Linked DNA regions of Gossypium arboreum: regions 1 and 3 are each linked to region 2. The links are chromatin contacts, called in public Hi-C maps. All regions are on one chromosome and are shown on one strand. The core of a region is the stretch at or near the end of the contact, and the rest is flanking DNA. Distances in the headings are between cores, read along the strand shown. Region 1 holds the start of LOC108460443 (fructose-bisphosphate aldolase 6, cytosolic). Region 2 holds the start of LOC108466185 (growth-regulating factor 4-like). Region 3 has its middle 66 kb from the start of LOC128291943.

What was found. A called contact is a pair of places that touch in the nucleus more often than the background predicts.
Region 1: a contact with region 2 is called in a Hi-C map of leaf, with 4 times the contacts expected there. The contact joins the promoter of LOC108460443 here to the promoter of LOC108466185 in region 2. A contact is called at or near these places in 2 of 5 Hi-C or Micro-C datasets (both in leaf).
Region 3: a Hi-C map of leaf shows a contact between it and region 2, with 3 times the contacts expected there. The contact joins the enhancer-like site here to the promoter of LOC108466185 in region 2. A contact is called at or near these places in 2 of 5 Hi-C or Micro-C datasets (both in leaf).

The regions. Positions count from the first base shown.
Region 1 is chr4:88,600,498-88,603,267 of ASM2569848v2, forward strand. LOC108460443 (fructose-bisphosphate aldolase 6, cytosolic) reads left to right here and starts at 1,326. Exons shown (of 3, transcript XM_017759936.2): 1 at 1,326-1,680; 2 at 2,238-2,465; 3 at 2,575-2,770. The coding sequence starts at 1,653.
Region 2 is chr4:87,675,099-87,678,027 of ASM2569848v2, forward strand. It overlaps LOC108466185 (growth-regulating factor 4-like), which reads right to left and starts at 1,426. Exons shown (of 6, transcript XM_053026775.1): 1 at 735-1,426; 2 at 468-659; 3 at 1-57. The coding sequence starts at 1,014.
Region 3 is chr4:88,502,663-88,505,641 of ASM2569848v2, forward strand. No RefSeq gene overlaps it. Among protein-coding and RNA genes, the nearest start is that of LOC128291943, 66 kb to the left of the region's middle. Within about 2 kb of position 1,274, at least 1 of the 2 cell types and tissues checked has an H3K27ac peak or open chromatin away from gene starts, as enhancers often do. A contact at or near this core is called in leaf, where this site is marked.

The DNA of each region.
Region 1 (2,770 bases), core at 76-2,575, 930 kb after region 2:
GGCTTGGGCAAAAAACGAGGCCGTTTAAAAAACGGGCAGGCCTCTAAGTAAGAGTTTTTGGCCGGCCCGCCCAATTATATATTAATATATTTTTTGTTTTTATTTTAATTATTTTAAATTTTTAATATAACTATTTTTTATTATATTGTTAATTTGTGTATTGTTTTAAGAATTGTTTTAGTATTATTTTTATTTGTTTTAATATTTATTTTATGTTTTAAATATATTTGATTTATTATATTTTTAAATTTTTTATTTAATAAAATAAGAAAAAAAATTAATATGGGTCGGGCCGGGCAGGCTCGGGCTTAGTAATTTTATTTCGGGCGGGCTTGGGTAAAATTTTAGGCCCATATTTGGGCGGGCGGGCCCGAGCCTAGTAGACAGGCCTAAAATTTTACTTGGGCCCGGCCGAACCCGCCTTGCCCGCCCATGATCACCTCTACATGGATGGCTAATTTTGTTATTATACTAGGCCAGGTCAACATTCTGTTTAGTGATTAAATCAATTTTAACAGTAGAATGATTAAAATTGACAACTTATCTAATATGAGTAACTAAAATAACAAAATTTTAAACGGTGTGATTAAAATAGGGACACAGTAAACTCGGGTGACTAAATATGTAGTTTACCTTAAAAACTTACTTTATAGTAATGTAACTAAAAAAATAATGTTATAATAAACCTAAATTTGACAAAATAATTTTAACAATGTTAACAATTAGATTTAAATTTTAAAATTTAAAAATATAGAGATTAAATTTTAAACAAAATTAAATATTAAAATTTAAATTTATGAAAAATACATCAACTTATAAAATATTTGAACCTAAAAGAAATTAAAGAATACTCCTTAAAAGATTAATTAAAATTGGAATAAATACAAATATGAGATTAAAAGATTACTTTGATATATTTGAGTTTTGACCCTTCAAAGTATAAAAAATGTGTTGTTTAAAACAGTTGGGTTTGACTCATCACGCTTTCCTGCCCACTTATTTCACCTGCCCACCTATTTCAACCGCTGTTGTTTTGAGAAACTTTTAGAAACGCCTATTTTCTATTCCTATGTTTCTTCTCAATTTTGTCCTTGTTGGTTTTAAATAAAATTAATGCGTGGAATATGTTTTATTTTTAATAACATTTTCAATTGAATTTGTGTTTATATAGTAGAACTTGTTTTTCTTTGGACTTCAGTGACTAGTAAATTATATAAATTAGGTTATTTTATTGAGTAAAAGGTGGGTATTTCTTTTTGCAAAATTCAGCAAATAAATATATTTGTATTTAAGAGATAGTATTTATCAAAAATCACTTCGGTTTTGATTTTAATAAAAAATGTTAGGTGGACCAACCTAAAAGGAATAGATGGGAGTGGGAGGGGTAAAAGCGGAAAAGAGGAGAAAAAAAAAAAAACCAGATACGAAAAAGTGAGGAAAGATCCCACGGGCAGTCCATGGGTTACTTGGAAAACACGACAAAAAAAGAAACTAACCGATAATCTCGAAGCCACCAGCTCTCTCTGTATCTCTTTTAAAACCCCTAACCCCTGCCCCCTTTTCTCCTCACTTCCGTCTCTCTCTTCTTTCCTCCTAGCCAAAAAAAAAAAAAAAGCCTCTTTCCTTTCTCTCGTTCTTTTTCCTGTTCAATCATGTCTTGCTTCATTAGCAAATATGCTGGTAACTACTCTTCCCTTGCTATTTCCCTTGCTCTGTATTTTATGTTTATAAACTTAATCTCTCGGATCCATCTTAGTGTTTTTTTTTGACTGATCTGTTAGTTGTTTTGATAGTTTGACGAGAAAAAAATGTTAGTTGATTTGCTTGTTTTAATCATACCAACTGTATTTTGATATATGGATTTCTTCGGATCTTCTAAGGCTGGTTATATTGTCTTGTGATCTGTCAGTGGGTATTAACAACATGGTTAAATTTTGGGGTAATATCTGAAGATCTAGATCTGCATGTTTGTACTCGCTTATTATTTCTCCAGTCATTTTTTTTAAGCACCATGATATGGTTCGGTTCAAGATTTAAGGAAAAAAAAGATTGATGAAGTTGATAATGTTAATTTTATCTCCTTGGTGTGTTTTCATTTTAGATCTGAGATTACTGAATCTTAGCCATGCACCCTTTTAAGTTTTTTTTTTGTTTTTAAATATTTGGATCTCTGTTTATTGAACTTTTAATGGGGAATTGGTGGCTTATTATTATTTTCTGAATCATGAATCTTGTAGATGAGTTGGCTAAAAACGCTGCTTACATTGGAACCCCTGGAAAGGGTATCCTTGCTGCTGATGAATCCACTGGCACCATCGGCAAGCGTCTTTCAAGTATTAATGTAGAGAATGTTGAAGACAACAGGCGTGCTCTCCGTGAGCTCCTATTCACAACTCCTGGAGCTCTTCAGCACCTCAGTGGTGTTATTCTCTTTGAGGAAACCCTTTATCAAAAAACCGCTTCGGGTATTACTAAAATGACATACTTTGATAATACTAAGAACCGCAGTAGTTTTATTCCTTTTTAAGAGTTATGGATGGTTGTTGATTTCTGATATTGATGTTTGATGTGCAGGCAAGCCCTTCGTTGATGTTTTGAAGGAAGGTGGTGTCCTCCCTGGCATCAAGGTTGACAAGGGTACGGTTGAGCTTAATGGAACCCATGGCGAAACTTTCACCCAGGGTCTAGATGGCCTTGCACAGCGATGCCAGAAGTACTATGAAGCTGGTGCCCGCTTTGCTAAATGGCGTGCTGTCCTTAAGATTAGTGC
Region 2 (2,929 bases), core at 176-2,675:
GGCATCGGCCTGGCTCTGGATCCATTGCTGCTCTTCCCCAATACCCTGATTGCAACACTGATCCGACATCCTCATACTCTTCATATCTTTTAAGTACATACTATTTGGACAGATTCATTAAGTTCCTTAGGTAGACCGTGTAGATATATATGGAAGTTTTGTCTTTCTTTCAATCAAAATAAGAGAACAAAGAAACCACTCAAAAATGAAAGTTAAATAAAAAAGTTTCAGTAAGAACTAGCACTAGACTTCTTCCCCCCTTTCTACGTTTCTTCTCTCTTTTTGTTTGTGTTTTCACCCGGGTTTATATATATATATATATAATACTATAAAATCATTTATGCATCAATCTCTTTTATTATGTACTTATTTTCTTTATAAATTTGATGAGAAAATGCTAAAGTACGCATTTCATAAAAATATAAAAGCAAGGACAGGTCACACATCTCATAAATATAATCACTCACAAGGTGGCTGGTAATGGGAGAAGTGTCGAAGAGGGTGGTGGAGGAAATATGAAGGAGAGTGAAGAATAGTAGTATTCTCGATTGATTGAAGGAGTTGGGGAGGAACAGCTGCGCCTGCTAACATGTATCTAAAGATCAAAGCTTGTAACTACAGTTCCTGCCATTGAGACAAGCTGAAGAAACTTCCCATCACTAAAGGGAGAAGTAAAAAGGTAACTTAGAAGGAAAAAATCAAGTAAGCAAGCTAGCCAGAAACTTCCCAAACTTAGGAGTTGAAAACTTTTCTGAGAATCCTGCCAAGAAAAAAAAAGGAGCAAAGAAAAAGGAAAAAAATCTCACTGCTGGGAAACGTGAAGGATGAATGAGGAAGTGGTGGCAGATTGTTGCTGCTGGATTTGCAGTGGTGATGAGGTACGAGCAAAGGAAGAGGAGATGGGTGTTGGTGATGATGATGATGAAGGTGAAGTTTTGGTATATTTGCAGAAGGTGGTTGTTGTTGATGGTCTGACTCATGCTGGTTTCTACATTGCTTCAGATGCAAGTTCATGGAAAGAGAAAGAGAGGTGCTTTGGGGGTTTTAGTTGGTTGGGGCGGCGGGGGCTATTTTGACAGAAATATTTTTATTTGGGTTTTGGGGTCTGTTTTGTTGATGTGTTAACAAGAGAAAGTTTGGAAAAAGCTTTTGCAGGAACTTCTTTCCTCTTATGGCTTCGGCAGATAGCAATACCTTAAGACTTCAAAGAGAGGAAGAGGAACTATTCTGACACCAGGAGGCAGACTTTTTTAAATGTAAAGTAAACGACAAAGTTAATTTTATAGATAATTGTTTTTATTTTACATGTGTAAAAATATTATCTTCAGATGGTCCTAATCAAAGACGGGGAAATCGTTCTAAGTTAAGAACTACTCTCTCTTAAACGCTCTCTTTTCTATTTTTGCATTGAATTTTGCATGACTGATTTATTTCAGAGTCCTTTTACTTTCTAATTTCCTTTTTAGTATTTGTGTCATGTAAGCTTAAGAATATCGAGTAAAACAAGCACTCAAGGATATTTCGAAGCTGAAATGAGTGGCTAGAGCTTAAAAAGCAATAGCACTGGGAAAGGATGTAAGGGCGCGACATTTAGCTAAGTGCCATGACGCCCTTGATTGACAAGCTGTCTGTATGCCACGGCATTCGGCCAAGCGCTACAGTGGTCTGCCCTAAACCTATTTTCTCCTATTTTTGTTATTTTGAGGGCTTTTTATCAAAAAAATATTAAAAAAAAACTCTAAAATGGTATATTGATAAAATTAAGTATCAAAATGGTACATTTCAAGTAATAGAAGGTGGTGCATAGGCGACACCACCCTCATTTTCTGATCAAAACAGTAAATAATAATAATAAATGGTGACATGGCCTAGGTGGAGGGGATGTTAGAGGTGACACTAGTAGAGGGGATATCAGAGGCGGCACCAGTGGAGGGGTTGTCAAAGGCGGCACCAATTGTACCTATCTAATAGGCGGCACCCTCTAGTATATTCCCCCCTCCCCCAAGTCCCCCATCCGGCTCGTATCAGTTTGAAAAAAAAAATTATAGAACAAGAGAGAGAGAAGAGAAGAGAAGAAAGAAAGAAAAGAGAAGAAAGAAAAGAAAATGTAATTTTCTTATTGTTATTTTCAAAGAAAGAAAAGAAAATGTAATTTTCTTATTGTTATTTTCAAATATAATAGATTATGATAAGAAAAAATTTTGTTAGTATTATATAGTTTGTTTAGTGTTATTTTTATATTTTGTTTATTGTGATTTGTTAGTAAGTTTTATGTTTAGATTATTGAGAATGTTTTTATGTTTAGATTATTGAGAATGTTATCTTGTAAAATTTTTAATATATTTGATATTGTTAGAAATGACAATAAATTTGATATTGTTAGAAATGGACTATTATCATCCATTAAATTTTTTAAGCAAGTTTTTAATGTTGTTTGAAATTGTTTTGAGATTTTTTATTAATTTTTAATGATTGAGTATTGAAGATGGATAATTAGTTTTTCGTATGCGTTTATTTCGATGGAATCATCTTGACAACAACCGTTGGATGTATATTTGAATATCTGCAACAAATATCAATGAGATTTAATAGAAATATCTCGTTGGATGATATGAAGGGAAGGATTAACGCAAAAATTGTTAGACGTTGTAGGAGAAGGTCTCAAAACTTTTCTAAAAGTTTCCAGTTTCGGCAGATCCCATCAAATTCACTGAAATAGAACTTGTAGACACCGAAGACATGGAGACAATGATCGCTCTTAACTATGAGAATTGGAGTGACAAAAATGCACTGATTCACTTATTTGCTGAGTTAGCCGGTATGGAGCAAAATGAAGATCTCACTGCATATGGTGAAGAACATGGAGCTCAAGAACCGTGCATGGTGGCTCCAATATCGTACGTTGATAGTAAATCGACTATACGCGAAA
Region 3 (2,979 bases), core at 24-2,523, 830 kb after region 2:
CCTATCTTTTTCTGTTCTGCATGGAAGCCTTTTCTAAATTGTTAATTCAAGCTCAGAATAATAATAAGTTAAAAGGAATTCGGGCTAGCATTAATGGACCGCGTATTAATCACTTATTTTTTGCCGATGACGCACTTCTTTTTATTCGTAATAATAAAAAGGATGTGTAAAAATTGGCCAACATTTTAACAAGGTTTACTAGTGTGTCGGGGCAAAAAATTAATAATGATAAATCCATGATAATGTTCAGTTCGAATACTCCTTTAACCCAAAGACATCTGTTTTGCTCAATGCTTGGGATGCGAATGGTTGACCACCTCGATAATTACCTTGGACTACCTTTGCCTATAAGTCGAAAGAAATCAATTGCTTTTACTAATATCATAAGCTGTTGTGATTGCAGGATCAACAGTTGGTCGAAGCGACTACTTTCTTATGGTGGAAAAGAGATTTTCATAAAAGCTATTATTCAGTCCATCCCAACCTATGCTTTTTCTGTCTTTCTTGCTCCAAAAGGAATTATTGAGGCCTTACACTCGAAAATGTGTCGGATGTGATGGACGAACAATGAGAAAACTCGGGGTTGGGCTATGATGGCTTGGGATCGCTTGTGCTATCCCAAAGGAATGGGTGGCATTGGTTTTCGGAACATGCATCTGTTTAATATTGCTCTTCTTGGTAGACAAGTGTGGAGGCTCTTGAAGTTCAAAGACACCTCATGTTTTAAGGTACTGAGTGCAAAATATTTTCCCGAGGGTGATGTGCTTAGGCCGAAATACTGTGATAAACCATCGTTCACTTGGTCTAGTATTGTTAAAGCGAGCGAAGCTCTCAAGGATGGTTTTCTGTGGCAAATTGGGGATGGAAATACTATAGACATTCGAAGGGATCAATGGGGTATAGAGGGTTTTAATGGAGATTCTGTGTGCCGGTCACCGTTAACAGCTGAAGAAAGAAAAGTCAAAGATTTATGGGACCACAATCAGGGGCGGTGGAAAAAGGACAGGGTTATTGAGCTATATGGCAAAACCATGGGGGATTATATTTATAATTTACCCATTCTCCATAATGGGATAAATGATAGCTTAACGTGGACTCAAAACCCGCATGGTTGTTATAGCTCAAAATCAGCTTACTCGTGGTTATCCCTCAGGAGAATTGGTTTCGGCCCCCATAGAATGGTTTGGAGAGTAATATGGAAGTTAAAAATGATCCCCAAGATCAAGGTCTTCAGCTGGAAAATTTGCCATAATATTCTTCCTACATACGACAATATTGCTCGCATCCGGCCTGACTTCTCGACAGCTTGTCCCAGATGCAACAGTGGTGAGGAAACGCTTATCCATGCTATGCAAAAGTACCCTAAGGTCCGAGAGATCCTAATGATCGGAGGGTTAAACAATAGGCTGATTGAAGGGAGATATGAGCGGTGCGTGGACTGGGTGGAAGATGTCCTTCAAGAGCTTGATAAAAAAGCTGCTGCCGATTTTTTTACCCTCCTCTGGAATTGCTGGAATGCTAAGAACAAGTTGGTTTTTCAGGGGAAGGATGATACTACTAAGGTGGTGTGGGAAAGAGCACAGACCCTGAGCAAAGAGTTTAGAATCTTTAATCTGGCAGACCCGCCTGCTCTCCCCCCAACTCCGGTGCGTAAAAGCTGGACGAAACCTCCAAAGGGTGTTATTAAAATAAATGTCGACCCTACGGTTTTGAATGGAAAAGTTGGATACGGGGCAATAGCCAGAGACCACGATGGCTTCGTTATTGGGGGTTGTTATGTGTATGCGAATAAAAACCTGGACGTGACATGGGCGGAATCTGAAGCTTTTGTGGAAGGTTTAAACTTGGCTTTAAAGTTAGAAGTGGACCAGCTCATTTTGGAATCTGACTGTGCCAGTTTGGTCAACGCGGTGAATAAGAGAGATAATGACGTTACCATTTTGGGCTGCTATCTTAATAAGGCCTGCATGAATTTTAAAAATTTTACCTCGGTCCATATTAATTGGATCGACTGTTGTAGGAATAGGGTTGCTGATTTACTTTGTAATTTAGCTATTAAGGAAAAGTGTAATTTGTTTTTCAACGTGGATTATCCCAAGGAAATCCATAATATTGTCATTGATGATGTAATGAATTGAGGTTGACCTTCGGGTCTTTTTTATAAAAAAAAAAAAATTAATTTACTCATTTTTAAATATAAGAAGTAACTGTTGATTGAGTCTTAGCTCGATTGGTATGAGCATTGTTTCCAATGCAAGAGGATGTGGGTTCAAGTGCGCTGAAGTGCATTATCCTCCTATTTATGGGTTGGGGAGGGACTATGAATAGTTCTAGGTATTATATCAAAAAAAACATATATAATTAGAACCTATAATGAGATTAATTTATATATAGGCTAGGCTATTTTTGGAGAGAGTGTGGAAAAGATATACCTTTAAGTTGTATTTTTTTACTTTTTAATATAATTAGTTTGTTTGGTAGATTGTTAAATGTTAGTAGGTTTTGTATTTAAGTTCCAAGTTTGATTTTCTTCCCTCACAATTATATATTTTTATTTCATTTTGTTTTAAGCTTTTATATTTTTAATTAATGTTTTTAATATATCAGCTCATTTGGTTAAATGTTTAAATAATAATGATAGACTCATGTTCAATTCCTTTTTTGAACACATTTGTAATTTTATATTAGTTTGTTTCAAGCTCTCTTTTTAAATTAATAAATATCTTATTTTTAATTTTTTATTTTTAATTCATCTTTTAATTAATAACTCTTTTATTGACAAAATGAAATAATAAATATGTAATTATATAATAAAAATATATATTTTACATATATCATTATGTTAAAAATATTTGAAATTAATAACTATTTTATATATATATTATAAACATCAACTAATTTTTTGATATATTTTTCTTTATGTATAATATTTATATGTCAAATATTTAGTTTCTTCACATATATTGTGCATATAGTGAT